Linked DNA regions of Sus scrofa: region 1 is linked to region 2. The links are chromatin contacts, called in public HiChIP or PLAC-seq maps. All regions are on one chromosome and are shown on one strand. The core of a region is the stretch at or near the end of the contact, and the rest is flanking DNA. Distances in the headings are between cores, read along the strand shown. Region 1 overlaps JAK1 (Janus kinase 1). Region 2 has its middle 34 kb from the start of JAK1.

Region 1 (2,700 bases), core at 193-2,692, 94 kb before region 2:
CTGGTTATACTGAGAAAACAAGAAAGACAAGATTCTTTATAGAAACATATAATTTTCTGCCTTTTTTTTTTTTAAGGGCCGTACCCGCAGTCTAGGAGGTTCCCAGGCTAGAGGCAGAATAGGAACTGTAGCTGCCGGCCTATGCCACGGCTACAGCAATGCCAGATCCTTAACCCACTGAGCAAGGCCAGGCATCAAACCTGCACCCCCAAGGATCCTAGTCAGGCTTGTTTCTGCTGTGCCATGACAGGAACTCCAAGAAACATATAACTTTTTAAACACTGGCTGGGTTAATAAATCTGAACCACAAAATGTCATAGCTAGGAGTGACATTAGTAATTAATTCATACAATTTACTCATAAATGTGGACAAAGACCTAGAAAAGTTCATTGGCAAGCTCAAAATAAATGTAAGGATTAGATTAAATCAGCATTCCCAAACCAAATTTTCTAGAACCTTGTATTTCTGTGCAATGATCACTGTTCCATATACATATAGCTGAGAAAGTGGGGAGAAGGAAAAAGGAGGTATTATAGTGAAATAAATAAATTGAAAACACTAGTGAAACAATCTTTTTAACAAAATGCTCAGCCTTTAAAAAAACTTTTTATTGACATATATGTGCTGTAGAGTATTACATAAATTGGTATACAATATACTGATTCACAATTTTTAAAGATTATACTCCATTTATAGTTATTCTAAAACAGCGGTATATTTCTTGTGTTGTACAATATATCCTCATCGCTTATTTTATATCTGTTTGTACCTCTTAATCCCCTACCCCTATACTGCCCCTCCTCCCTGCCCTTTCCTCACCAATTAACCACTGGTTTGAAGAACACTTAGCCTTCAATATGGTAAGAAGGGTAGTGAGTCTCCTGCTTTTGCAAAATTATTTTGACTTCTTTTTTAATGGAACACATACTTAGTCAAGAGTCAGATGATCTCTACGGTCTCTGTCACCTCCAAAATTCTATAAAGTGATCTAAGAATAGCAGTCTCAGAAAGTCTTTATTTCTGGGAAGATGGGTTAATAGGCCAATGCCTTCCAAAAAAATATTCATTCATCATTTATCCACCCATTCATTAAATCACTTACATTTATAGTCTCTCTTTCCCACAGCCTCACATGCACACACATGTCCTCAAATTGGATAGACACAAGCACAGGAATAAAATTTTAACTTTCAGTTGAATCAGATCAAACTAAAAAGGTACTCATAAAAAAGGGAGGGTGAGAACACGGTCTTTCTACAATGCCACCTTAAGCAGGTGTTCTGGAAAGTAATGCCTGGGAAAAGTTACATTTCCCTACTATTCAATAACCCAAACAGCTGGAGAAAAGTCTTTGCAATTCTGAGAATAGCAGCTGGGCGCAAAGAAAATGCTGCAGAGAGAGAGAGAGAGAGAGGAGCAGTCACAGAGGACACAGCAGAGGCGCCCTTCCCCAGCTCCGTCCCGAGTGATCCTCAGCCTTTATGTGCCTCAGCCTTCTTGCTTCCTTCCCCTTCAACCCACTTGATTTTCCTGTTTTCATCTCTGACCTTTTTGCAAGTCTTCTCTTTCCACCATGTGATTGGATAAGTTGTATGACACACTGGCAGCTGGCCAGAGAGTCTTCCCAGAAGAGAGCCCACTTTTCAGGAAACCCTCCCTTGTTTCCAGTGAAGGGAAGATGATAGAGAAGAGAGGGAGCAAAGAGTGAGAGGATGGTGAGTTCGAACAGCTTACTAAGATCTGACAACTCAAGCAGGTACCTGTTCACCAAAACAGATGCCAGCTGTGTCCAATTCATACTTAGTACACACACATAATTTTTTTTTTTTTGTCTTTTGTCTTTTGAGGGCTGCACCCACAACATATGAGGTTCCCAGGCTAGGGGTCTAATCAGAGCTGTTGCTGCCAGCCTACAGCACAGCCACAGCAACGCGGGATCCAAACTGTGTCTGCAACCTACCACAGCTCACGGCAACGCCGGATCCTTAACCCACTGAGCGAGGCCAGGGATCGAACTTGAAACCTCATGGTTCCTAGTTGGATTCGTTAACCACTGAGCCACGACAGGAACTCCAGCACACACATAATTTTTAAGCTTGTATATATCTCTTTGTATGTCAAACATCAATGTTAAATGTCTTTAATATGAGAACACCATTGACAGTAATGGCTCATGTTCCCTCAGATACATATTTTCTTGAAGTGATAAAAACAGAAATAAAAGTATATTTAAAGCATATATCATGTGGTAGCCCTCTTGTTAAATTTCCCAAACATCCTCCCCACCTCCTCTCCCCCAGTCACAGAACCTACACATTGGGAACCCCTGATACACACCAAATTTACATACACCTTATCTAATCTCATACAAACAGATTTTCAGAAGAAAGATCAAGTGGGCAAACGATTTTCCTAAGGAATTTCCCATATATATATATGAAATAATAATTTAATAATTATTTAATAATAATCTCCCATATATTATATATCTATTTTTGGCCATGCTAGTGGCAAACAGAAGGTCCTGGGCCAGGGATCAAACCCATAGCTGTAGCCTGAGCCACAGCAGTGACAATGCCGGATCTTTAACCCACTGAGCCGCCAGAGAACTTGGCCCTAATTTCCATATTTATTTATACAGTTAAGCACTAAATAATTTTCAGTATGTGCCCATGTGTAATATCTTACACAATACCTAT
Region 2 (2,886 bases), core at 55-2,554:
CACCCACCCGCACACAGGAACTGTTCTCTTTTACTAGGCTGCAGCTGCTTCCCGAGTTACCAAAAAGGGCCCAGCCCTGGCCAGCAAAGAGGCCCAGGTGCAGCTGGGAGGGTTCCCCCTCTCTGGGGGAGGCGGGGGGGGGGGGGATGGCAGGCTGCAAGCTCCCTGACTACTTCCTCCTCTAGCCTTCCCGCTTCCTGGAGGTCCCTGCCCACCTCATCACCATCAGGTCACCGAGGAAGTCACGCTTTGGCCTCAGAGCTGTTCCAAAGCTTCTGGAGGAAAAAGGTGTGGGTGTGTGGGTGTGTGTGTGTGTGATGGAAAGAGCCCTTGCAGTAGCCAAGAGACAGAGCCCCTAGCTTGGTGATGGTGATGGGGAAAGTGATCTTCCATTGAATGGATTCAATCTATCATCTGTCAGAAAAGGTGTTGACCTTGAAAGACTGCACACCCCCTCTCCAGTGTTGGTGTTGAAGAGGGTGAATGCCCCGATGTTCCCAGGAACGCTGTAAAAATAAGAGAGAATTCACAGGGAGAGAATGAACAGGTGTTGAGGTCCTCCAGCTGCTAACACCCATGTAAATACTGTTTTATTTAATCTTCCAGTAATCCCGTATGATAAGTGTCCCTGATCCGAATACATAGCTTGAAAGTGGAGGCACAAGGGCTGAGAAATCGTTCCAACCTTTGCCACTTCATGGTGTGTGTGTGTGTGTGTGTGTACATACACACACATACACATGTAAAGTTTTTATTTTTCCAGCACATCTGGACATGTGTGTGAGCACCAACCAGAAGCAAACTGCCCCTGTTGCCCGGGGAAGAGGGGCTCCATTTCTCACTTTACCTGCGCACCTGTTACTTGCTCACGGGAATGAAAGCCATGTAGTGGCTGATCTAAGAGAATTATGATAGAGCTGAGTCAAGATTACCCTGGATTTGATTCGCAGCTCTGCCTTGATTTCAAGAAGAAACTTAAGTCAACTATATTCCAATTAAAAAAAAAAAACTAAGTAACAATTTTCTTCTAGCCTGTTTCCCCAACTCTAAGTGAAGCTAATAATAGTGCGTAAGTCCCACGCGTAGTGATATGAGTAAACCAATGTGTCTGAATGTTTATCACCGAGTCCGCATCCAGGGACTGCTCGGATGTTTAACCCTTGCAGCGCATCTCAAGGCCTCGCTCGGTGCGTGACACTCGGCGTGGGGCGCGAAGGAGCACCGCTGGGCTGGGGCTGCGCGGGGGCGGGAAGGCGGCGCCCGCGGCCGGGGAGGTTCCGGGTTTCCGCGTAGACTTCTGCGTACCCCGCCGACTGCGTCACCATCCGAAAGGGCAGCCGGGCCGGCGGGGGCGGGGACGCGGCGCTGCTGGAAGCCCCGGTGCTCTTACCGAAAGTGCGAGCCCGGAGTTCCCAGCCGCGATCGATGTGGCGAGGCTGCGTTCCCTCGCGTCGCCCGCGGCCGCCGTTCCCTCTAGCGCTCCGGGCACTCGCAGAGTCCAGGGCCGCGCGCGGCGGCGTACTCTGCCCGAGACGGGGGACGGCGTCCCCCCGATTCTCCATCCCCGACCCCTACAGCGAGGCGAGGCGCTCTTGGCCCGGATTTGGGGCCTCCCAGAGCCCCGCTGTCCTGGCCGCGCCTTAGTGCCTCGCAGCTCCCGGCGGGGGAGTTGGCACCGTGGAAGCCTTCCCCACGTTTTTCCAAGCCCGGACGCCCGCCCGACTCTCCCCATTGCACAATTCCTGCCGTGGAACTGCCTCGTGACTCGGACGGAGCCCAAAAAATGTTTCCCAGGTTTCCCCGGCCGAAAAAGGAGTGGCCGAGTGTCCGGTCCTGACCTCAGGCGCCCTTTCAATTGCATTTTTTGGGGTGACCGGGTTGCGCCCTTTAAAATGCAGAGGTTGCCCTTTACAAAGAAAACCTCACTAACCCGCTGGCGTGCCCGCTCTAGGCTGGTTCCGGGTGAATACAACTGACACGTTTCTTTTCCCCGTGTATATTTTCACACAGGAAACGTGTTTCGATCTCTCTGGGGGGGGGGGGGGTTTCAGGAGTTAGTTTTAAAGCCGGGAGGGTAGTGATGCTTAAAAGCGTCGGAGACCAGCTTTCCAAGAATCACAGTGTTACTAGCCCTGATGGGGCGTGGTACGTCCTGAATAAATAAGAGAATGAATAAATATTTGGAGGAAGGATTTAAATGATTGTGAAACATTTTGCAAATGAGGAAATATGGAAGGCAAGAATACAAACTGTCTCAATGTTTCAACTCCAAATACTTGTAATTATGAGATGGGTGTATTTTTCCCTCTTTATGAAAATATAATGCCTTCTGCAGTAATCCCTGCAAAGCCTTACTCCACACCCTCTTACTACCCACCTAAAACAAATAAAACAACAATCTCCAAATTGAATACACACATGCAATAGGTTAAATTTGGCAATTCCAAAGCAAGATAATTTGAGAGGGGTTTTTGTCTTATTCCCATAAGATAGTAGCACTTCTTAATCACACAAACTATGTCAACAAACAAACAAGTAAACAAAACAGTGCTTTTTCAAGATGGTGTGGAAGATACCAGGTTCTCACTGCCCTGAGTATTCTAAGTACAGTGTTTTGATATTTTGCACAGGAATTGCTAGACCCCTGAGTGACCATCAGTGTTGCTCTGCGATGGGTCATTTGCTTTACTCGGGCTTGGAATAGATTTGTGCCTCATTTTTCACAAGAGACAAGCTGCAATCTGTGAAAACACAAGGGACTTCAATAACAGTCTGGCAGATGGCTGGACAGCTTGTGTCTTTGAAGTCTTGAGGCTGACCAAGTATACTAAATGTCTAATTTAGGGACCAGAATTGCCAAATAAGTAGATATGAAGATCAAAGAAA

The links. HiChIP or PLAC-seq counts read pairs in DNA pulled down with a chosen protein or histone mark.
Region 1: an H3K27ac HiChIP or PLAC-seq map of alveolar macrophages shows a contact between it and region 2. The contact joins two enhancer-like sites. A contact is called at or near these places in 4 of 47 Hi-C or Micro-C datasets (epiblast stem cells, liver and skeletal muscle) and 2 of 2 datasets of contacts at active chromatin or transcription factors (alveolar macrophages and skeletal muscle).

Annotation. Positions count from the first base shown.
Region 1 is chr6:147,487,348-147,490,047 of Sscrofa11.1, reverse strand. All of the region lies in intron 1 of JAK1 (Janus kinase 1), which reads right to left. Among named protein-coding and RNA genes, the nearest start is that of JAK1, 60 kb to the right of the region's middle. Within about 2 kb of position 1,442, at least 4 of the 83 cell types and tissues checked have an H3K27ac peak or open chromatin away from gene starts, as enhancers often do. A contact at or near this core is called in alveolar macrophages and liver, where this site is marked.
Region 2 is chr6:147,393,494-147,396,379 of Sscrofa11.1, reverse strand. It overlaps a transcript of JAK1 not described here. Among named protein-coding and RNA genes, the nearest start is that of JAK1, 34 kb to the left of the region's middle. Within about 2 kb of position 1,304, at least 70 of the 83 cell types and tissues checked have an H3K27ac peak or open chromatin away from gene starts, as enhancers often do. A contact at or near this core is called in alveolar macrophages and liver, where this site is marked.